7 separate regions of the Mus musculus genome follow, and regions 1, 2, 3, 4, 5 and 6 are each linked to region 7. Evidence: chromatin contacts called from public HiChIP or PLAC-seq and promoter capture Hi-C data. All regions are on one chromosome and are shown on one strand. The core of a region is the stretch at or near the end of the contact, and the rest is flanking DNA. Distances in the headings are between cores, read along the strand shown.

Region 1 (2,869 bases), core at 333-2,832, 1.6 Mb before region 7:
TGGTTTTTTGTTTTGTTTTGTTTTGTTTTGTTTTCTCGAGACAGGGTTTCTCTGTATAGCCCTGGCTGTCCTGGAACTCTGTAGACCAGGCTGGCCTCGAACTCCGCCTGCCTCTGCCTCGCGAGTGCTAGGATTAAAGGCGTGCGCCACCACGCCCAGCTTTCATTACAGTACCTTGAGTACCTCTTCTATCAGCATCAAGTCATGAACAATTGAGAAACTGCTGGAAAAATGGGCAGCTGCTGAATGGAGCTTGGCAAAGAAAGGGCTCCAATTGGTCAGTTTGGTCAACTCATCACACAAACCCAACATCGTCTGCTTTGTTCTGATCTAGATGCTAGCGGTCTGTCTGGGACTGTAGGCAAAGGGTCATGTGCACTTTAACCATGTTATAATTTCCCCAATCTTTACATATCAGGTCTTGGCTGGGAGCTTTGCAGGTTTTCAGTTTAGTTCCTCTAATCCTCAAAGATACACTAACCGGAGACGCGAAGGGACTTGCCAAGATATAAACTGGTACTAGCAATAAAGCAAGACTCTGTTTCGGAGCTTTTATTTATTCTTGTATCAGTGCCGGGAATGCACACAGCTTTGTGCATGCCAGGGAAACACTACCACGGAACTAAGCTACCAGCACGATTTGGAATCTCTCTGGAGACGGTTTCATTAATATATCTTGGTGTAATAAAGAAGGCTTGAACTCCGGATCCTCCTTTTCCACTGCCTGGGCGCTGTGACACCGTGCCCAGACCTAAAGCAATAATCAGAAATCCCACAAAAGTCTGGGGATGAGATTTGTACTACTACATACCATCTCCGCAAATTCTTGCTGGATGACTTTATTGTTACCCTTGCCAGGTGGTGGCGCACTTTGGATACCAAACTTGGGTACAAAACAAGTCCAGGAGATAGGTAGGTAGGTAGGTAGATAGATAGATAGATAGATAGATAGATAGATAGATAGATAGATAGATAGATAGATAGATAGATAGATATGGAGGCCTTGTATTTAAAAAAGAAAAGAAGAAAAAAAGGATAGCGAGATGGTTAGGTCGAACCTGACCACTTGCGTTCGACGTTCGAGCGCCGAACAGTGGAAGAAGAGAACTCCCACAGGTTGTTCTCCAACCTCCATGCTCGCTGGCTCTCTCACATACACTTGCGAGGCATTGTGGCACTTGTACTGTCAGCATTAGGAAGCGATTTAGAATAAGACCTTGTCTCAAACTTTTAAAGAAAACCCTCACACCTCATGCCCTCCGCACCCTGACACCACCCGCGGCTAGCTCAGCCCCGCACAGACCAGAGAACTTCAAGCTTCCGAATAAAACCGAGGGAACAGAAGAACTGCAGCCTTCTCTGCGCTGCCTCCAGCCAGCCCGGTGTTGCTCATCGCGAGACTCAGTTTCCCCAGCTGGGTCGCTTAGAGACCAGCCAACCTTAGGAAGGCAGGACTTCCGGGAAGCGGAGGGCACCACGGCCGCGGCTGCGCAGGGGCGGAGCGGGCCTCCCAAACCGCGACGCTATTGGCCGTGCCCGGCGCCACCCGGCAGTAGTTGAGGAAGTCGGCCCCGCCCTTTCCTCTTTCTCTCGAACCAGGCTGCTTCAGCCGTGAACAACGCCGAAATGGTGAGGCTGCGGGAATCGGGTGCCATCGGTCGCCGGGGACACGTGGGGACAGTGGCGCGGGGCGCGGGGCGGACGGGGGGAACTCAGAGAGCAGCGGGGGCCGGCTCAGGCTGCCCGCCCTCGCTTACGCCGCGGCCTCTGGCGCACCGTCCCTCCTGGGTCGGCCGGGGACGAAGCGGGAGCTCCGTGACCCATAGAGTCGCTCCTCATTGCAGGCCAAGATTAAGGCTCGGGACCTGCGCGGCAAGAAGAAGGAGGAGCTGTTGAAACAACTGGACGATCTGAAGGTGGAATTGTCCCAGCTTCGGGTCGCCAAAGTGACAGGCGGCGCCGCGTCCAAGCTCTCCAAGATGTAAGTGGGCCTTGAGGTCCCAGCTGGGTGCTTCCCCTTCCCTGCCTTGGCCCCTTGAGCCATTTCCCCTCGACTGTCCTTGGCCAACTACTGTGGTGAGAGAATAGGGCATTCCTTGAAGGGCCATGGTGGTGCCGCCTCACATGGGTTGTAGTACGGCTGGAAGCAAGTGGTGACGACAAGGGAGGGAAACTTGAAAAGAGACGCTGAGCCCATGTGTTCCAGTCACGAGTTGATCTCTTATCACCATGACTAAAATCAGCTGTTCGTGGCCTCTGCCTGGCTTCAATGTCCTCTCTTCACACCTGTTCTCTTTTCTCCAATTTGTGATTCCTTACACTGAACTAGGTAACTTGAAGGCATGGTCTCAGTCTCTGGCCTTTGGGATAAGTTCTTGGGCCAAATCTGCATTAAGTGTCCACGTCTATCTGTTGACAAACCTGTCCTTATCTCTAGATTTCCCTCCTGGGTGGCAGAAATGAGGGCCTTGTGTTGGAGGGGTTAATGTGCCTACCTGATCTTCACTGCCATCTATTTTTATAGACGAGTCGTTCGCAAGTCTATCGCCCGAGTCCTCACTGTTATTAACCAGACTCAAAAAGAAAACCTCAGGAAATTCTACAAGGTGAGCACTGGCCAGGAACTGTTGTGGAAAGGGTATAGGGTACAAGGGACTGGAGGACTGGGCCTCAGTAAGCTCCCATTATGTGGCTGAGTTTGCCCAGTTACCAGCTTCCCGAACTGACAGGAGTTCTTGGTGTCAAAGGGTCAGATGTGGCTGGTCAGGGTGGCGCAAGCCTTTAATCTCAGCACTCAGAAAACCAAACCCAAAAAAAAAGTCGGATGTGAGGGTGGACTGGACACTAGCTTTGAACTCAGCTGTGTGGT
Region 2 (3,072 bases), core at 172-2,671, 1.4 Mb after region 7:
GAGGAACTTTCTTGTGGGGTAAAAGATACTCATGTATGACAGTGACACCCTTCTGAGAAGCCCATACCCGTGTCTTCTTCCTCTTCCTCTCCTTCTCCTTCTCCTCCTCTTCTTCCTCTTCCTCCTCCTCTCCTCCTCCTCTTTCTCCTCCTCCTTTTCTAAAGACTTGTTTATTTTATGTGTGTACACTGTAGCTGTCTTCAGACACACCAGAAGAAAGCATCAGATCCCATTACAGATGGTTGTGAGCCACCATGTGGTTACTGGGAATTGAACTCAGGACCTCTGGAAGAGCAGTCAATGCTTTTAAGGGCTGAGCCATCTCTGCAGCCCCAGTAGTTTTCTTCTTGGGCGCCTTCCCCACGGTTGGGAAGCCATTGTGCCCACACTTCCCTCAGTGGCCAGTAGGGGAGTGGCCAAATGCCCTAGGGAAAATAGGACTCCCTCCTAAGCACCTTGCTCCGAGATGACTTACCTGACAAGACATGGTTGGGATCAGGGTTAAGTCCAAGTTAGTGGCTCTGGGGCAAGGCTTTCTACCATGTGGGTTCAGGCAATTAAACTTGGGTCATGAGTCTTGGCAACAGGTACATTTACCTGCTGAGCTATCTTTGCTGGCCTCTTCTGAACTCAGCTTTAAAGGCCTTTCTGCCTTCACTTGGTCTCAGGATATTTAGTTATTTCCCTCAGGTTTAGTTGGGAAGAGAGCAAGCAGAGGGGCAGGAGAGCTAGGTGTCTCACCAACGGGGGGGGGGGCTCTCCTCCTCCTCTTCCTCCTCCTCCTCTTCCTCCTCCTCCTCTTCTTCCTCTTCCTCCTCCTCTTCCTCCTCCTCTTCTTCCTCCTCCTCTTCCTCTTCCTCTCCTCCTCCTCCTCCTCCTCCTCCTCCTCCTCCTCCTCCTCCTTTTTTATCAAGACAGGGTTTCTCTGTGTAGCCCTGGTTGTCCTGGAACTCACTCTAGACCAGGCTGGCTTCAAACTCAGACATCTGCTTGCCTCTGCTTCCCAAGTGCTGGGATTAAAGGCATGTGCCACCACTGCCCAGCAAGAGGGGACCTCTTGCACACACCCCTAGATCAATGCAAATCCTTCTAAGAAAGCCTCTTGGCTCCACTAGCACCCTCCCATACCCACCACTGCAATTCCCTGTCCTCTTACCCCCAACCCCACCTACCCTTGCAATCTCATGGTCCCCCTACCCCTATAGTCCCCTAGACTCTCCCCCCACCAACCTACCTTTGCAATCCCCTGGCCTCTCCCCATACTTATTCCTGCAATCCCCTGGCCTCCCCCCTTACCCACCCCTGCAATCCCCCAGCCTCTCAAGAAGCTGGAGGAACAATTGCTAATCAGCTTCTGAGAGCGCTGGGGATGAATGGAGGCGAAGACAACGAGCCTCAATTACTGGCAGCTGGTCTGCTCTGGCTGCCCAGCCTCAGCGCCTCTCCTGGTACCCCTTCCTCTCCTCAGTTCTTCCTCTGCTGGTTTCTTCATGTCCTAATGGAGCACCAGCCCACGTCCTGATCCTGCACCTTACTCCTCTCCTCGTGGTAAGCCCCTAAACCCTAGCTAAGTCCCAGTCTCACCTCTGAGGTGCCACGCGCCTCACATTTCCTACTACCTGACCAGCTCCCACCCGTCTTCCAAAGTCCAGCTTCCGAATTCACCTCCTTCATGACGTCCTCCAGGCCTTTGATCTCCTCAAAGGCACTGTCCCTGCAAGGGGCTCCTGTGGTGTACACTGGTACATCCACCACACGGTATGGATGCGCCATGAGGGCAGATGCTGGGGCAGCTTGGTGTGAAGATTACGGGCTGCCACCTGGAGTGTTTTGCTCGCTTCTCTGACTCATCACTCAGTAAATGGCTTTCTTGGCTATTTCTCTTCCTGCTTTTGTCCAGCTGATCCCTACCCACAGTCTAAGTAACCCCAGTGCTCTGGTCTTCCCTCCACACTAAAGAATGAGTTACTTACTGCCCCTAGGGCAGCAGTTCTGGCTGTGTGTCCACTGCTGTCACCTCAGCACGTAAGAGATGTTGAGGTTTGCTCTGTTGCTATGGATTGTAATGCTAAGTACAAGGCCTGATTGCCCCAGAGACGAGAGTCCGAATGTAGACCCAAGTGATGATATGTGACCTTGCCTCCAGGTTACTTCTGATTGTTAAATAGAGATGCCTACAGATTATATCTGGGCAGAATTAAGGTTGGTGGTGCTTGGTGTTCCCAGCCTGGGTGTGTGTGTGTGTGTGTGTGTGTGTGTGTGTGGAGGATACCATAAGGGGAGGGAGAAGGTGAAGGAGAAAGAGAAAGATGTCAAGGGTTAGGAGTCAAGAAAGCATGGCCCCGAGGGCTAGCCAATTGGAGTTAAGAGCAGTCCAGATAAAACATAGTAATAACTCAGGGTTATCCATAGGGAATAGATTTTAAAACATAGAGGGTAGATATCTGCCTAGCTGTAGTGCTGATTAAGGCTTATTATAAATATAAGGGCTGTGTGCGTCTCTTATCCAGGAACTATATGGTCAAAGGCAGGGTTGAAGCCCTGAATTAGGATTAAATATTTTCTACAACAGAGAGATGGATGGATGGATGGATGAATGGATGGATGGATGGATGGATGGATGAACATTTATCTTAAAAGGGGTAGAAGTAGCTCCAATGTCAGCTGTGTGTGGCAAAAATTTTCCTGGGGAGATACAACACACAGACTTCCACTCACTGCAGATATGAAACCCATGACAGACCAAAGTACGGATATCACCAAAGTCCAAACTAATGGGCTTTACTGGGGTTACTCAGGGTCAGCTGCATCATCAAAGCCTACCCCAGCACAGGTGACATTTCACGAAAGCTGCAGATAATAGGTTTCACAGTGTCCTTTCCAAGTAACTCTTGTCTAAACCTCATCTAGGCAGCTCAGCTGGTTTCTGCTACTTGGAGGCAGCTGGTCTGGTCTCAAGAGTTTTTGGAGCTTAGCTTCTCAGAGAGTTGGCTTTGCAGCCCAGCTTCCTTCTCTGAGAGGGACTAGACGTTTGCATGCCAGCTTAAGCAAATCTGAGATCCCTTCAAAAAT
Region 3 (2,900 bases), core at 359-2,858, 1.5 Mb before region 7:
AAAGATGAGTTAAAGACTTTATAGAGGCATTTCGGCTTTCTGATCCACTGAGTATATAACGGACATCAACTTTTGTGCCACTTCATTTGTATGTGAGAGCACCAATATCAGAGCTACCTCAATGAACAGGTGTGGGAGCTTTAAACCACACAGCATTAGTGTCAATCTCTCATAACAGCTGCTGGCACAGACTAAGGATGGACCAGGCCAATTAATATTGATAATGGAAAGTGCAGGAAGGCTTGGCAGAGCCTTCTCAATAGCAGGTAAGGGAAGAGGCATGGGAGCAACGTGGGCAGGAATCGGAACAGGTTAGATTTCATAAGCCAAGTAAAGACTTCTAAACAATTAAGTAAAGAATGACTCACAAGAGCCAGAGGATTCCAGGGGCACATGGGGCAGAATGAAGTGACAGAATGAAACCGCTTCGATACGGCCCATTAGAGGAAAGCCCAGCAAAGCACCAGAGTTCTTTGATTTATAGTAAGCTAGATAGCATTTAAGTTCTAGACTGAAACTTAATAAGTCTTTTCCTAAGGGAGGTGTGTGTGTTGTATAGTGTGTGTGTGTGTGTGTGTGTGTGTGTGTGCGCGGGTTGTGTAGTGTGTGTGTGTGTGTGTGTGTGTGTGAGAGAGAGAGAGAGAGAGAGAGAGAGAGAGAGAGAGAGAGAGAGAGAGAGAGAGAGAGAGAGAACGCGCGCGGGGCATTTCTGAAAATCACCACCACCCCTAATCCTGAGAGCCCCATGGCCGCGCGCCACCTGGTGGCAGCGGGAGGTGGGCCCTGGAGGAGGAAGGGGAGAAAATCCAGGATTTTATTTGGTGGGAACTTCTGTAAACTGAGGCGATAGCGTGTATGTGAGAGTTGGTCTCTTATCACTGGATCCGATTCTTATTACACCTCTCATTTTTGAGACAGGTATACTGAACAGGAGTGGGAAGGGGAACACTCCGGGAAAGGGACATTCTTAAAACAGAACTCTTTAAGACACAAGGAGTCAGGGGTCTCAAGTTTTCTTTGGTGGCATCAGTGGAAGTGATCTTAGTTTGTCCATCTGTTCTATGGGCAGGGTGCGGGGAATGAAAGAGGAGGAAGAGAAACTTTAATCTTTCCCGCCCACCCGGAGGTAAAGGGGCTTTAAACACTTCTCCGGAAAGCAGAGTTGTATAGATTCTATTTGCATACGAACGCAGTCACCTCGGGTTAAACTCGGGTCCTTTAATCTCTGGTCCAATTTGTCGCTCAGCCCGGGAGGAAAGCCCTCATGAGTACCTACACACCCCGCCCCCTGGGGCCTTCCCCCACAGGGCTGGGCTTGGTTGCACGTGCTCACCCGGTTCCCGGTGGATACGCCTCCTTGGAAAGGCTCATTATTAGTGTGGGGAAATAGTTGGAATCATAGAGCACTATGATCACGAATAAGTTACAATAGAGAGAAAACTCTGACATAGCCGTTTATTATATTAATATATTAGAAATTTTATTAGAGTTTGTAATAGTGATAGGTTTGGGTTCTCCCTACTTAGGTCTTCCTGTTTTTTTTCCATCACCCCTTTATTTGGTAGAGTCCCGTGTGGGCAGCCTCGTTGGGAGGACTACATTTCCCAGAATTCCTCACGGGCATGTGCGTGGCAGCGGCGCGTGACGTCAGAGGAGGGAGCTGGCCAGTGCTGAGGGGGCGCGGCGCGGAGGGGCGCGGAGCCGGGCGGCTCAGGGGCCCAGAGAGTGCGGCGGCCGAGAGCCTGCCGGCCCCTGACAGCCCCCTCCCCCCGTGGAAGACCAGGACGACGACTACGAAGGCGCAAGTCATGGCGGAGCAGCGAAGCCCGAGAGGGCCCTGAGCACCGCCGCATGGAGCGGGACGAACGGCCACCTAGCGGAGGGGGAGGCGGCGGGGGCTCGGCGGGGTTCCTGGAGCCGCCCGCCGCGCTCCCTCCGCCGCCGCGCAACGGTGGGTAAGGGGCCTTCTGAGCCCGGGCGGTGCCAACGCCCGCGACCCCCTCTTTCTCTAAGCTGACTCTAGCTCCGGGATGCCGGGCAGCTCCTCAGTGAGGACTCCACCCTGGGCTCGCACTCTCCAGGCAGGGTCCCCGGTCCCCTCTGCTCGGACCCTCCCCTCCCCCCGTCCCCTCTGCGCCAACCCTTTCTCCTCCCCCAGGAGGCCCTGGTGCACGGAGCACCCTCTCTTCCTTCACCAGGGAGCTCGCAGACTCCACACCTTTGCGCCCTGCACCTATCCTGGAGCGTTTTCCTCCTCCACTGTCCCGAGCTTCCTCCCAGCCCGTGAGCCTCCGCCTCTGGGCAGACCGGTAATGGTCCTTCTCGGACCTCGGTGCTCACTCCTGTCCCCTGGCCTTCCTTTACTCAGACTCATTCTTCTAGGCGACGACTTTCTGCTGGCTCAGGTCTCCAGCGGGATCCTGGGGCACCGGGACACCTGCCTTTTCCCGGCGTTTGCCGGACGCTTCCCGCGCCGCCCAGCCTATCTCTTCCGGGGTGCTGAGAATTCCTCACCTGGCCCGGCCGCTTGCGTCCCCTTGTTCCCAGCCCAGTCCTCAGGTTCCTCCGGGCTGGCTCTCGCTCCCTCCCTGGCTCAATGTTTTATTTGTTTCTGTTTGATATCCCCCCCCCTCGGTGTTTGCGGCGGAATGTTTTTATTGGTAAAGTGTAAGGAGCTTTTGTGAGGTCGTAAAAGGTGAACTTTTGAACTTGGAAAGCGCCCTGGAGCAATTAGCGCAGGCGATAGCCCCGGGAGGCCTGCATTACAAAGGGTGCTCGTTGCGGCAGGCCAACGCTCCCGCGGCAAACCCGATTTATTTATTTATTTGCCCTGCCTTCCACCTTTCACATCTCCTCATTTCCGAATAAAGGGCAGGCTCTCAGAGATCCCTGCCTCCTCC
Region 4 (2,774 bases), core at 171-2,670, 1.3 Mb after region 7:
GAAGAGGAGGAGGAGGCGGCAGCCGCAGAAGCAGCTGCAGGGACCTCTCCAAGTTTGTCGGGACCTTCTTCAGAGGCAGTGGTGCTGGCAGCCAGGGAGGCCAGGACTGCGCTCAGGCCGGGGGCGGGGAGCTGGGGCTGGGCCCGGGGCGGCGGGGCCGGAGCCTCGGTTCTCCAGCTCTCCCAGCAGCCTCTGCCCCCAGGACGCCCGAGGCCCCACTCTGCGCCTCTCTTCGCACTGCGCGCCCACCGAGCCCTCCCGCTCCCGGGCCCATGTACTGGAAGCATGAGAGCGCCGCCCCGGCGCTGCCCGAGGGCTGCCGGTTGCCGGCGGAGGGCGGCCCCACCACCGACCAGGTGAGCAAGCAGGCGAGTGGGTGAGCGTCGGGGATCCTGGGGCCAGCGGGAGCCGGGATTCAACCGGGCCGGGTCGGGTGGCGGGCGGCAGCAGGAAGGAGGGGTGCTGAGTGAGCCCGGGAGAGTGTGTCTGCAAGTGTGTGAGCGTGCGAGCGGGCAGGCGGGGGTGGGGGGTCGCGGAAAGCGGGAACACATTATGCAAATGTTGGAGGAATTTCTCAAAAAGCGATTTAGCAAAGACATAGGCGAATCAAGAGGAGGCGAGGCCAGTATTGTCCGTCTGAATAGACGCTGATAGCGCCGATGCGCCAGAGGTTGTGCCGGCGCAACGCTGAGGATCTCGATGAGGGGCCGGTCCCGGGAGCTCCAAGAGTCTGGAGGGTTCTCTTTCCTCCTCCAAGAGGCCTCTCTTTTCTCTTTTTGGCCTCATTTCACTCGCCGATCTCGCCCTCTTTGGCTTGGGGCTTCCCTTGAACTGGCCCTCCAAAGGCGTTTGAATCGGTGTCAATATCCCCGCTTCAATTTCCCGGCGCGCGTCGAGCGGGCGGATGCTCCTAGCGCTCTGGGTTTTATTTTCTCAACCACCACCACCACTACCACCACCACCACCCCCATCTCCTTTTTATTTTCTTTCTTTCTCTCTTTTCTCCTTTTTGCATTTTGTACCGAGAGTAGGAGAAGGGAGGGGGCGGAGGGAGAAAAAAATTCGATTTTTAATTACTACCATTAAAAAATCAAATTTGCAATTCTTTGGGCGGCCTGATGGATCTCACTGATTGACAGTTGGAATTGACACTCTGGCTACCTCTTATCTTGGGCATTCACGACAATTTCTAATTGCAGGTAGTTTGTGTGTGTGCGCGTGTTTTTTTTCCCCCTCAGAGGCTTGGATTGCAAAGGAACTAAGCGATTACTTCAAGAGCCACGGGTTAAGTGCAGGGAGAGGGGGAGAGAGAGGGAAAAAAACCCAATCCAAATTCAAATTGCTTCATTAGAGAGACACCGCTTTTGTGGGGAAGGGCTTTAAATGCCCACTACAAAGTTAGGACTCATTGTTCAGCGCCGGTTTATATAACAGGCGAGGGGAGGCGCTGGGCTCTGACAGCTCCGAGCCAGTTCAGCAGCCGCCGTCGCCTGCATTCCCTCCCCCTCCCCCAGGTGATGGCCCAGCCAGGGTCCGGCTGCAAAGCGACCACCCGCTGTCTCGAAGGGACCGCTCCGCCTGCCATGGTGAGTCCTTTCGGTCCTGCTTTCGGCCCCGAGTCCCCCCAACAGCACAGGCCAGGGCTTCTGGCTCAGCCTTCCGGCTACCAACCTCTACCCCTGCGCTGGAAAACTGCCGATAGGAGCCGCCTCTCGTTGAGCCTTGGTTTTTCTGGCCTGGAATGTGAGCTTTGGCTGCTTCCTGCACCCAGGATGCGCTGTGTTAAAAGTTGGGGGCCGTCCCTTCTTCTCCAATAGGTCCTTTCATTCTTGTACTCCAGCCTAGGGCGCGACATCCCTGGCACATTTCGGTGTCAGTCGGTGCGCGAGGAAACCAGATTCAACTCTGAGTACTCGGCTAAGCGCTTCGCTGTTCCTCTCTCCCATTTCAGGCTCAGTCAGACGCAGAGGCCTTGGCAGGCGCTCTGGACAAGGACGAAGGTAGAGCCTCCCCATGTACGCCCAGCACACCGTCTGTCTGCTCGCCGCCCTCTGCTGCCTCTTCCGTGCCGTCTGCCGGCAAGAATATCTGCTCCAGTTGCGGTCTGGAGATCCTGGACCGGTATCTGCTCAAGGTGAGTCAGGGTAGGTGTGCCTGCTTGCCCACGGGTGTGGTTTGCAGCCCCAAGAGCTGTAGGGAAGCAATGACCTTGCCAGGTCCATTTTCCTCGGCCTCCCAATCCAACCGCTAACCGATCGCGCAGCTTTGGGCAAGTGTTCCCAAACAGGAGGTCTCCTTTTGCCCCGGTTCCAACAAGAGAATGCAAGGCTGTATCTCAATTTCCTTGAGCCTCTCTGTATTATAGAAGAAAAGTAGGGAAGCCATACGCCCCTTCTGAGCTTCAGTGTCTCTCTGTCTCTGCAAATGAGGCTGGGGAGGCTGGGGGCGGGCGTGAAAGAGGCCCGCGCCAAGCCGACCCCCACCTCTGCCCCCTCCCCAGGTCAACAACCTCATCTGGCACGTGCGGTGCCTCGAGTGCTCCGTGTGTCGCACATCGCTGAGGCAGCAGAATAGCTGCTACATCAAGAACAAGGAGATCTACTGCAAGATGGACTACTTCAGGTAGGCAGCGGCCATCCCGCCAGCAAGCGCTGGAGCATGAACGCCTTGCACACGCGTGCCTAGGCCACTTGTGTGGCCTGTGCTCTCCAATTCCTGAGCCCTGCTGTTCAGAGTGCACAACGCGGCTCAGCGCACTGGCCCGGCCCTCCTAC
Region 5 (2,987 bases), core at 215-2,714, 1.4 Mb before region 7:
GAGGTGGTTAAAATGCTAGAGTAGCCCTTAACCATGGCATCTCGGATCTCCGTGCTGCCCTTTTCTCTTTCTTTCCTTTTTTTATTCTCTTCAAATCTCAGAGCTGCCAGGAGTGTGTGGAGCCTGTAACTTCCTGTTCTCTGAATTCTGCATCTTTCTGCAGCTCTGAGCTTTGTGTTCCCCAGCCTGCGACTGTGTGCTAACAAATCACTATTGTCCAGTGGGGCGAATGTGGCTGGAACTAAAGAATTGCTGTCTGGTTTCTATTCAAATCCAGGTAGTGAGATACATGAATGGACTTTTCGAATCGTCATGTGAATAACGTCTGCTCGGCATGAGAGCTCAGAGCCACGCTAGGCAAGATTAACTCCTAGGCTGCCCAGTAACACTCTGCGGTAGGAGCTAAACCATTAGAAAGAAGCGTCTGACACATGCTTAATTCTCCATTTCCTAAGTTGGGCTAGGTGTTAAATTATTTAACTGGTTTTTTTAAGTGTTCCTGAACTTTGGGAAACATGCCAGATTAGGTGTGTGTTTTTTTTTTTCCACTTAGAATAATGTTATATTGTCTGAAAAGTTTTTTCTAGCATTTTTTATATTATAAAGTTACTTGATTGCACATAAACAAAAGTAAGAGACAGCTGCTTTTCTCAAGGAACTAGTCCTTTAAACTGCTTTCCACCCCACAAAGGGAAACCATCCCCGCCCTTTTTAAAAAGTACTTTCTTATTACTTCAAATATTTTCCCCAAAGCCCACATCTATACAAAGAAAATCGAGCTTCACATGTAACATAAAAATCAAAGAAAACAAGTTGCCTTCAAATTAGGAACCCACCTAAGTTATACCAGAATTGGTTAATCTTTTTTAATTATAGGTTTAAAATGGTACTATAATTTACAATTCTCATTTATCTATAAACAGTTATTTTAAGTATCTTCAATATACCTGAAAAAGAAAATCTCGATAGGATTGCGTTTACATTTCTCCTCTCTCACAGGTACTATGAAATGGAGAGAGAGCCTTTTATGTTTCTTTTTGTCTTAAACTCAGACAGCTTTGTAAGCAGTAGTGTGTAGATTACAAGAGTTAGACAAAAGCAGGCGAGACTGAGAAGAGTGGAGGGGGGGTTGCTTGGGGCACTTCCTGTCACTCAACACATTCCAGATCACTAAAAAATTTCCACACACTGCATTCCCTCTTGCCCACTCAAGTTCCCAGTATTTTCTGATTCTGTGTGCTGCTGGTGTCTCTTGTGCTCCTTTCTTTCCATGGCTCTGCTAAGACTGCTTCAGGGGACACACATTCCTTTAGATTATACAAAGCATAGCTTGGAAAATGGCTGGCAGTTTCAGAATCTAGTCACGATTGCACGCATGAGCACCTCACACATCCATGCCCCCTTTCCCCCCTCCCACCTCCGCAGCTGGCTGACCTGTCTCACCCGCTGCTGGCCTATCGAACGGCCAGGACTGTCTGGTTTTGGCTCATGCCTTTGTCCATGTCTGGCTTAGTTCCTCTCTGTCTATGCTTGCCTTTACCCCCAACGCCCCAGGCGGCACAAGTGTTTGGCCATGCAAAACTACGGATAGAAAAGGTGGTAAAAACTTCAAACTTTGCTAAATTTTCTAACAGTTTATTCTTTTGTTAATTTCTGCCTTATTTAAATATTGTTTTAAGAAAAACAAATAGAAAATTAATTACCTAAAGGCAAAGAATGCAAAGCAACCTTTGTGTTCCTTATAATAACTGACTTAATAACTCTGCAGCTGCGTTATGGGGAGCGTATAAAGCTTCTGTTCCGAGAACAAAGGAGCACGTGCAGAAATGAGCCGAAAAAATCAGTGACAGCATTTCACTACACAAATTACTGAAAAGGTTTTAGTCAAAGCCTCTCAACAGATGCAATTTTAAAATGGTTTTTAGCTGGAAAAAAAATGAAAGTGCTTACCCGGTAAAAGAACCGAAGTAGTCCTGAACTGTTACGTAAGACTTTCTACAGTTGGATCTTTGTCAAAAGGGGAAGGGGGTGATAGAAGAAAGCAGCAACAACAAAAAAGTTGGAGCTGCTGTGGCTAGAGGACAACTTCTGTGCTTCCAGATAGGATTCTTGCTGTAGAAATGGAACTTCAGCCAGCACAGCATCCTGTCCCAGTAGAAAAATGAGTTTGTCAGTTTAAAAAAAAAAAAAAAAAAAAGATCCTGGAGCCCAGGCTAGACAAGGTATTGAACCGCACCAGGTTTCCTTGCAGCCCTGTCTGCTTAGCTCGCATTGAACTATATATGACCCAGATGATGGACAGAAGCACATTCAGTCATGTGCACACTGGAAGAAAGCGGATTTGCTGGTCCCCGCCAGGGCAGGGGTTTGTCTTCTGATTGGGCTGTGCCCTGATCGGTGAAATGTGAAGCCCTCACCATTCAGAGGCCATAATTCAGGACTGGCAGTTTGAGTGTCTGGCTGCTTCTAGTCACTGAGAGAGACTTTGTAGGTGTTGCTTTTGTTTGATGGCATGACCCACGGAGTAGTTGCTTACACCTTATATACATGTCGGGGGAACTAGTCTTTCTAAAATACAATAATGCAGCTGATGCCACAGTTCTAAGCCAGCCTATTGTTGATAAATTGTGCTGTAACTAAACTAATTGTTTGATTTAGCCAGCTTCCTCTCCAGACCATGGACCTGATTTTGCAGTTTGATAAGGTAATTATAAAAGTGGTGTTTGAAGCAGAAATGGTGTGTTCCTGTAGTAAGTCTAGCATTTGAGAGGCAGAAGTAGGAAAGATTGTGAGTTTTAGGCCAAATTTAGCTACATAGTAGCATAGTATATAGGAAGGAAGGAGGGAAGAGGGAAGTTTTATAGATCTAAATTATACCTAATGAAAAGCGAATAAACAGCAGAGAAGTGAGTTTTTAGATTTTAGAGTGTTTGAACATATGAGGAAGTAGCTTTAAATCTCTTATTATTCCTTTTTGGGATCACCCT
Region 6 (2,700 bases), core at 24-2,523, 1.4 Mb after region 7:
ACTGAAGATGTGGACAGCATCCCATTATATATATTACTGCCACTCTCTCTAAGAATCTGTCCCTGTGCTTGGCTAGACCACTACTCCTGCTTCCTCAAAACACCCTGCAGTTCCTCTAGCCTGTGCATACAGATCCTCCTTCATCTCTGCATCTCTACAGCCCCATGAAGTGCTTTATAGCCCAAACAACTATCGCTTATCTGTCCATTACCCACCCCCCCAGCATCGGCCTCTCCAGCTCTAAAAAATTTTCTGCTTTCTTCATCCAGAGCTGCTGGCAAGGCAAAGTGACCATCTCACATGTGGTCTGCCTCTCTTGACCACAGGGCTGACCTTGATTACTTGTCATAACTGTGTTACGCTTAACCGTCCCACTGTGTTTGCAGGGATTCTGACCAGGGTCAAATTCAAAATCTGGACACAGAGAAAAATCAGTATTTGCCGAATAGCACTTTCTTTTCTTTTTCTTTAATATTTATTAATTTATTATATCTAAGTACACTGTAGTTGTCTTCAGATATCCCAGAAGAGGGTATCAGATCTCATTACAGATGGTTGTGAGCCACCATGTGGTTGCTGGGATTTGAACTCAGGACCTGTGGGAGAGCAGTCAGTGCTCTTAACTGCTGAGCCATCTCTCCAGCTCTGAATACCATTTTCTAGTTTTCTTTGCCTGCATAATTTTTTAAATATTTATTTTTTAATGTGTATGTTTTGCTCTCATGTATATAATGTGTACCATGTGCATGCCTGGTGCCTACAGAAGCCAGAAGAGGAACTTTGGTTACAGATGGTCATGGGTGCAGGGGATACGCGCACGCGCTCGTACACACACACACACACACACACACACGAATGAATGAATGAAAGAATGAATGAGTGAATCCTACCTATGCGACTTATTAGGTATCTGTGCTTGAGCACTATAGTTGAACAAGTTTTTGAAAGCATTTGGCTGAGGGTCCTTGGCGGAGGCTTAAAAACAGTTGTCTTTCACTAGCCTGAAAGTGGAGACATGGACGAATGGGGGCTTACCTCCCGTTTATGTATTCCCCGAAATACTGGCTCCCGGTGTACTGCATGTTAACAGCTAGTGTCTAACAGACACCAACTTCAGCTGTCTTGGCGTCACTATGACAACCAGGAGATGTGGGCGGAGACCAGATGAAGCCCCGCCCCTCGGGACCGCTAGACTTCCTGGAATGGCTTACGCTTCGCCTCCTCCAGCGGCCCTAGAGCAGTGCGCTTGCGCGTCGCTGGAGACGCATGCGCAGATGGTACCGGGCAGTCTTGGCCAGCCAAAGGGGACTTGAAGGAGACGGGCGACACGGCCGAGGGCACCTGGTCAGGGTCGCGGCTACCGCCGTCATGCCGGGGATAGTGGAGCTGCCAACTCTGGAAGAGCTGAAAGTGGAGGAGGTGAGGCTCTTCCTGAGGGCAGGCGGGAAGCCTGGGATTGCAGCTTTCAGGCGGGCCCAGGCACGGTTCCGGCCTCTGCGACCTGCATGGTCACATCTCGCCTTGGCTCCAGCCATTCCTGTGCGCACTGCGACCGGCCTCTCTTCTTGTGAATCGGGTGATACTTTCCATTAGCATCACCTAGCCCCTTGCTCTCCCTCCCGGTGAGGCGAGCCTGCCTCCTCTTGGTGCTCACCTTCCCCTTCCAAGTCTGTCAAAATCTCGGTGCAGAGCAGGCCTGGGTGCCGCGGCAGCACACAGTACGTGTTGGACAGTGAGTCTGGCATGGGCCAGGGTGTTTTGGTAATGGGACACAAGTAAAGCATTTACTTCTTCGAGAGACATTTAAGTATTTGTTATGTGCACGTGCAATGGGAAGTAAGAGACAGTGCCCAGCTCTTATAGTTTATAGTTTTATAAAGAGACAGATAAAGAGGCTGTACAGCACAGTGCATGGCTCTGTGAAACGTGAAGTAAAAGTGGTGTGCTATTGTAACTATCACAAACATGATCACTCCATTTCTAAAGGCCGGGCTGCTAATTGGAACACAAAGTAAGGTAGGGTATAACTGGTTTCCCTTGTAGACCAGAAATAGGCCCCAAGAGTAGAAGCGATTTGCCCAAGGTCACATAGACAGTGTATGGAAGACTTGTAACAGGAACCCAGATCTTTTCTGAAACCCAGCCTGTTAAATCTTTCAGCCAAAGTGCAACAGAGTGAGGAAGGACTTGTAGAACCGTGTTGTCGAGGAAGCTGAGAGCTGTCTGATGTCAGCCTACTGTTAGATTAGCGGTGCTAAGCCTCTAGAGAAGTCACTGACGAGGCGGGAACAGTTTGGACTTTATACTGTGAGACAGAGGGAAAAGATGGCTGTGTTGTCATGGCAGGCACTGTGTTGAATGTTCTCCTATACGACTTCACGTAGGCTCTCACAAACCTGTGAGGATGGCAACTTGGTATTTTCCTCAGATGAAGAAATTGTTAGCATATTTATATGAAATTGACTTAGAGGCGAGAGAAAGGATTTTCCTATCAGCCAGTCTTTTATTCTTATCCCACCGTGTAACTGGTCAAACATGAGTTGACATATTTTGTTAGATGTTTAATTTGGCTTAGCAAACATTTCATGCAAAAGCATCCTAATAAATTTCTCTTTAAAGTTTGCACAATTGGTATATATAATTATGTAAATAACCAGAGTAGTAAAAGTTAAAACACATGATTAGTACTAACACATGAAA
Region 7 (2,827 bases), core at 20-2,519:
GGCCAATGGATCTTTCACAAAAAAAAACAAAATGCAAAAACTAAAAAGCCGATCTTGTCACACTTGCCAGAAGCTTTGTGTCACTGGAGCTGCAGTTGTAAGCAGTTCAGTCTATGATTCTGCCTGGACCTTTCAATTGCTGGGTTCACAGGGATGCACCATCACATCTGCATTTTTTTTTAAAGATTTATTTATTTATTATATGTAAGTACACTGTAGCTGTCTTCAGACACTCCAGAAGAGGGCATCAGATGTGAGCCACGGTGTGGTTGCTGGGATTTGAATTCAGGAACTTCAGAAGAACAGTCGGTGCTTTTAACCACTGAGCCATCTCGCCAGCCCCACATCTGGATTATAACTCATGTATATTTAAAGCTTCATTAGAGAAATTTCCATATTCTAACTTACATACAGATTATTATCATGGATGTTGCTGAACATTTTGTTTCACATTCAGTTGCACATCATTAGCATAGATTCACAATATTAACCTTTTAGGATTACTTTGATAAATTAACTATAAAACTAAAATGCTTTTAAAATATCAGTTATCATACAGCCTGGCATATTTGTTTATAATTGTTGCTTTTCTCATCCTTATTTTCAGTCTTTCTTCATAATTCCTACCTTACAGGTTGCCATAAGTCCTCTAACAAATATTGAGTTATAATTCCAAAACTTGTAAAATTTGATCCTTCTCACTTTTGAGGCATCTGGGATTTTAGATGAGGTAGGTGGGTTTGCCAAACGTTTTCACTTTGGTCCTGGTTTTTGTAAACTGGAGAATTATTTGCTAATCTGGTTAGTATCTCACTACAAAGAGAGTAAAGTAGACTGTAACATAGATGAAGCAGGTTCTGCTCTATGGATGATAAATTTAACGTTGGCTCAATCTTGCAAGCCTCCTGGTCAAGGCTTAGATGTGCAGGGAGTTTCCCATAAGGCCCTTCGTCTTGCCTAGTCCTCGCATCATCTCCCACAGTACTCTGGGGTTCCTTTGTCATGTGACGAGGGTGGCTTTCTTCTTCAGAGGGAAACTGATGCGCAGTTCTGGTGGCCGGGCCACTACGCTTCCCTTCTGCCCCAACTCCCGGGCTTGCGTAATCTCGCGTGAAGTGAACAGTATCTTCTCGCGAGAGCTAAATCGGGATCCCTCCAGGTCCGCCTCCGTGGTGAGGAGGAGGAGGAGAAGGAGGAGGAGGAGGCGGAGGGAGGGAGGAGGAGGAGGCCCCGTCGCGGCCTTCGCCGCCGCCAACGGGGCTGTCCCTGTAGCTCCCGATGGAGTTTGAGGCCCTGAAACCGCCGCCGAGCTCTGCCCCGGCGAGACGAGGCGCCTCCGTCGCCGAGCCGCGCCGTCGCGGGGCCCCCGGGAGCGGCCCTTAGCGACCCCGCCCGGGCCCCTCAGGTAGGGCGGGGGCGGGCAAGATGCGGCTGGGGCCCTGGCCCGGCTGCCGGGTCCTCAGAGGTGGGGCGGGGAGCTGTCTCTGCCCGGCGGCCTGTGCACGGTGGCCGCCGGTACCCCGAGGGTTGGGAGTCGCGGGCCGCACCTGACACGACAGAGAGGCCCCTCGCTCTGGTAGGGCTTTTTGATGCGAAGCGAAACGCTCAGATGGCCACCTTTCTCCAGCACCGGCTGAAGGGACGCCTCTGACCACTGAGGATCCCACCCGAACAGAGGCCGGCTTCCTTCTTTGCTTAACCCATGTAGGAAGAGGGGCTTTCGAAAAGGTCCCCGAGATCAGGTCCTGTCTTAGCGTTTTCTTTTCAGCCCTTGGGCTTACCGAGACCACAGCGCTGGGATGGAGGCGATCTGAGTGTTGTAAATAGGGACCCTGGCTAAACAATGCCCAGGGAGGGCTTAACCTCCCTGGAGGGAGATGGCTGGACCAGGGGATGTGACTAGGAGCGATGGCATGAAGCACAGCCAGGGAATTCTGCTATAGTTTTCTTTCCCCCTTTCTTATTATTTTCCTTGGGGGAGCCTCATAAGGAGACTCTTCCACCATCTTAGGAGAATGGTAGAAAGCATCTTTGTTTCTAAGAGAAACAGCTGTACTTTTCTGTCGTTAGGAAGGAGATAAGGGTAGCTGTCATTTCCATCCTTGAAATCACCAGAGTTTTTAAGATACTGGCAGACACAGCCTTCAGACCAAAATAGTCTAAAGTAATCACAGACATTAAGTATTCAAATTCAGTGATTCTCAACCTGTTTAGATTTTTGTTTAAGCTCCACCTCGGTTCTTTTTAATCCCACTGTCCTCCTAACCTTAGGACCCTAAGGAATTTCTTCTCATCTTGACCCACTGTAATTAGAGTTGACTTTATATCCCGAATAAAGTGTTAAAAGTGTTTTACAAATCTTCCTGTCATTTTTAGTAGTCAGGCTTTAAAGTTCCAGTAAAAACTTGGAGTTAACCAGAGAAAGCTAATAATGGCACACTAAAGTGATATTATTTGACAGAAGGAAAGAAACGAATGTTCTAGTTGGTGGGTCTAGTCTCTTTGTGGTTAACTTGTATACACAGCCTAAGACTTGGACTCATTAAGAATAGTTTGTAGATTCCTGTTTTTACCTTTTATGTGGTTAAAAAACTACATCACTGATCTGACATCAATATCCATGTTAAATTGTTTACTTAAATTGTTTACTAACACAGTCAGTTCTTGAAAACCCAGAGACTATTCTATCCTATTAAAGGCTATTTTCCAATATTACCATTGTTTTGTTGATTTGGTGATTCATGTTTCCCACATTCAGAGTTTGGAAAATTGCTTGAAGGACAAAACACTTAATATATTTTCTAGTCTTGTTTAGGGAAGACAGGTA

Evidence for each region. Promoter capture Hi-C pulls out the DNA fragments that hold promoters and counts their contacts. HiChIP or PLAC-seq counts read pairs in DNA pulled down with a chosen protein or histone mark. Capture Hi-C pulls out chosen DNA fragments and counts their contacts.
Region 1: a promoter capture Hi-C map of adipose tissue shows a contact between it and region 7, with 7 times the contacts expected there. The contact joins the promoter of Rpl35 here to the promoter of Rc3h2 in region 7. A contact is called at or near these places in 8 of 39 promoter capture datasets (the C10 cell line, cranial neural crest, frontonasal cranial neural crest and 4 more), 10 of 484 Hi-C or Micro-C datasets (B cells, CD4 T cells, cardiomyocytes and 6 more), 10 of 115 datasets of contacts at active chromatin or transcription factors (bone marrow-derived macrophages, embryonic hindbrain, embryonic stem cells and 6 more) and 3 of 9 other capture datasets (adipose tissue, liver and macrophages).
Region 2: a contact with region 7 is called in an H3K27ac HiChIP or PLAC-seq map of SST interneurons, with 10 times the contacts expected there. The contact joins the enhancer-like site here to the promoter of Rc3h2 in region 7. A contact is called at or near these places in 2 of 39 promoter capture datasets (the 3T3-L1 cell line and hippocampal neurons) and 4 of 115 datasets of contacts at active chromatin or transcription factors (SST interneurons, astrocytes, embryonic stem cells and 1 more).
Region 3: a contact with region 7 is called in a promoter capture Hi-C map of liver, with 5 times the contacts expected there. The contact joins the promoter of Nr6a1 here to the promoter of Rc3h2 in region 7. A contact is called at or near these places in 2 of 39 promoter capture datasets (liver and pre-B cells), 1 of 484 Hi-C or Micro-C datasets (B cells), 2 of 115 datasets of contacts at active chromatin or transcription factors (astrocytes and fibro-adipogenic progenitors) and 2 of 9 other capture datasets (adipose tissue and liver).
Region 4: an H3K4me3 HiChIP or PLAC-seq map of embryonic stem cells shows a contact between it and region 7, with 5 times the contacts expected there. The contact joins the promoter of Lhx6 here to the promoter of Rc3h2 in region 7. A contact is called at or near these places in 4 of 39 promoter capture datasets (the HPC-7 cell line, cranial neural crest and embryonic stem cells), 9 of 115 datasets of contacts at active chromatin or transcription factors (SST interneurons, astrocytes, differentiating embryonic stem cells and 4 more) and 2 of 9 other capture datasets (adipose tissue and embryonic stem cells).
Region 5: a contact with region 7 is called in a promoter capture Hi-C map of pre-B cells, with 3 times the contacts expected there. The contact joins the enhancer-like site here to the promoter of Rc3h2 in region 7. A contact is called at or near these places in 6 of 39 promoter capture datasets (the HPC-7 cell line, cranial neural crest, frontonasal cranial neural crest and 3 more) and 1 of 115 datasets of contacts at active chromatin or transcription factors (astrocytes).
Region 6: a promoter capture Hi-C map of hippocampal neurons shows a contact between it and region 7, with 6 times the contacts expected there. The contact joins the promoter of Ndufa8 here to the promoter of Rc3h2 in region 7. A contact is called at or near these places in 6 of 39 promoter capture datasets (3T3-L1-derived adipocytes, cranial neural crest, hippocampal neurons and 2 more) and 5 of 115 datasets of contacts at active chromatin or transcription factors (astrocytes, bone marrow-derived macrophages, embryonic stem cells and 2 more).

The regions. Positions count from the first base shown.
Region 1 is chr2:39,003,844-39,006,712 of GRCm38.p6, reverse strand. Rpl35 (ribosomal protein L35) reads left to right here and starts at 1,582. Exons shown (of 4, transcript NM_025592.3): 1 at 1,582-1,629; 2 at 1,845-1,981; 3 at 2,525-2,606. The coding sequence starts at 1,627.
Region 2 is chr2:36,000,705-36,003,776 of GRCm38.p6, reverse strand. No RefSeq gene overlaps it. Among named protein-coding and RNA genes, the nearest start is that of Ttll11, 22 kb to the right of the region's middle. Within about 2 kb of position 1,421, at least 6 of the 459 cell types and tissues checked have an H3K27ac peak or open chromatin away from gene starts, as enhancers often do. A contact at or near this core is called in SST interneurons, where this site is marked.
Region 3 is chr2:38,925,169-38,928,068 of GRCm38.p6, reverse strand. It overlaps Nr6a1 (nuclear receptor subfamily 6, group A, member 1), which reads left to right and starts at 1,608. Exons shown (of 11, transcript NM_010264.4): 1 at 1,608-1,951. The coding sequence starts at 1,852.
Region 4 is chr2:36,102,706-36,105,479 of GRCm38.p6, reverse strand. It overlaps Lhx6 (LIM homeobox protein 6), which reads left to right and starts at 1,420. Exons shown (of 9, transcript NM_001083126.1): 1 at 1,420-1,586; 2 at 1,952-2,134; 3 at 2,501-2,622. The coding sequence starts at 1,518.
Region 5 is chr2:38,822,533-38,825,519 of GRCm38.p6, reverse strand. All of the region lies in intron 3 of Nr6a1 (nuclear receptor subfamily 6, group A, member 1), which reads left to right. It overlaps Nr6a1os (a long non-coding RNA gene), which reads right to left. Exons shown (of 7, transcript XR_866167.2): 1 at 1,951-2,987. Among named protein-coding and RNA genes, the nearest start is that of Nr6a1os, 8.1 kb to the right of the region's middle. Within about 2 kb of position 1,464, at least 311 of the 459 cell types and tissues checked have an H3K27ac peak or open chromatin away from gene starts, as enhancers often do. A contact at or near this core is called in the HPC-7 cell line, astrocytes, liver and 1 more, where this site is marked.
Region 6 is chr2:36,047,911-36,050,610 of GRCm38.p6, reverse strand. It overlaps Ndufa8 (NADH:ubiquinone oxidoreductase subunit A8), which reads left to right and starts at 1,273. Exons shown (of 4, transcript NM_026703.3): 1 at 1,273-1,419. The coding sequence starts at 1,369. Morn5 (MORN repeat containing 5) reads right to left here and starts at 1,138. Exons shown (of 5, transcript NM_029309.2): 1 at 1,036-1,138. The coding sequence starts at 1,082.
Region 7 is chr2:37,421,345-37,424,171 of GRCm38.p6, reverse strand. Rc3h2 (ring finger and CCCH-type zinc finger domains 2) reads left to right here and starts at 1,269. Exons shown (of 22, transcript NM_001100591.1): 1 at 1,269-1,405.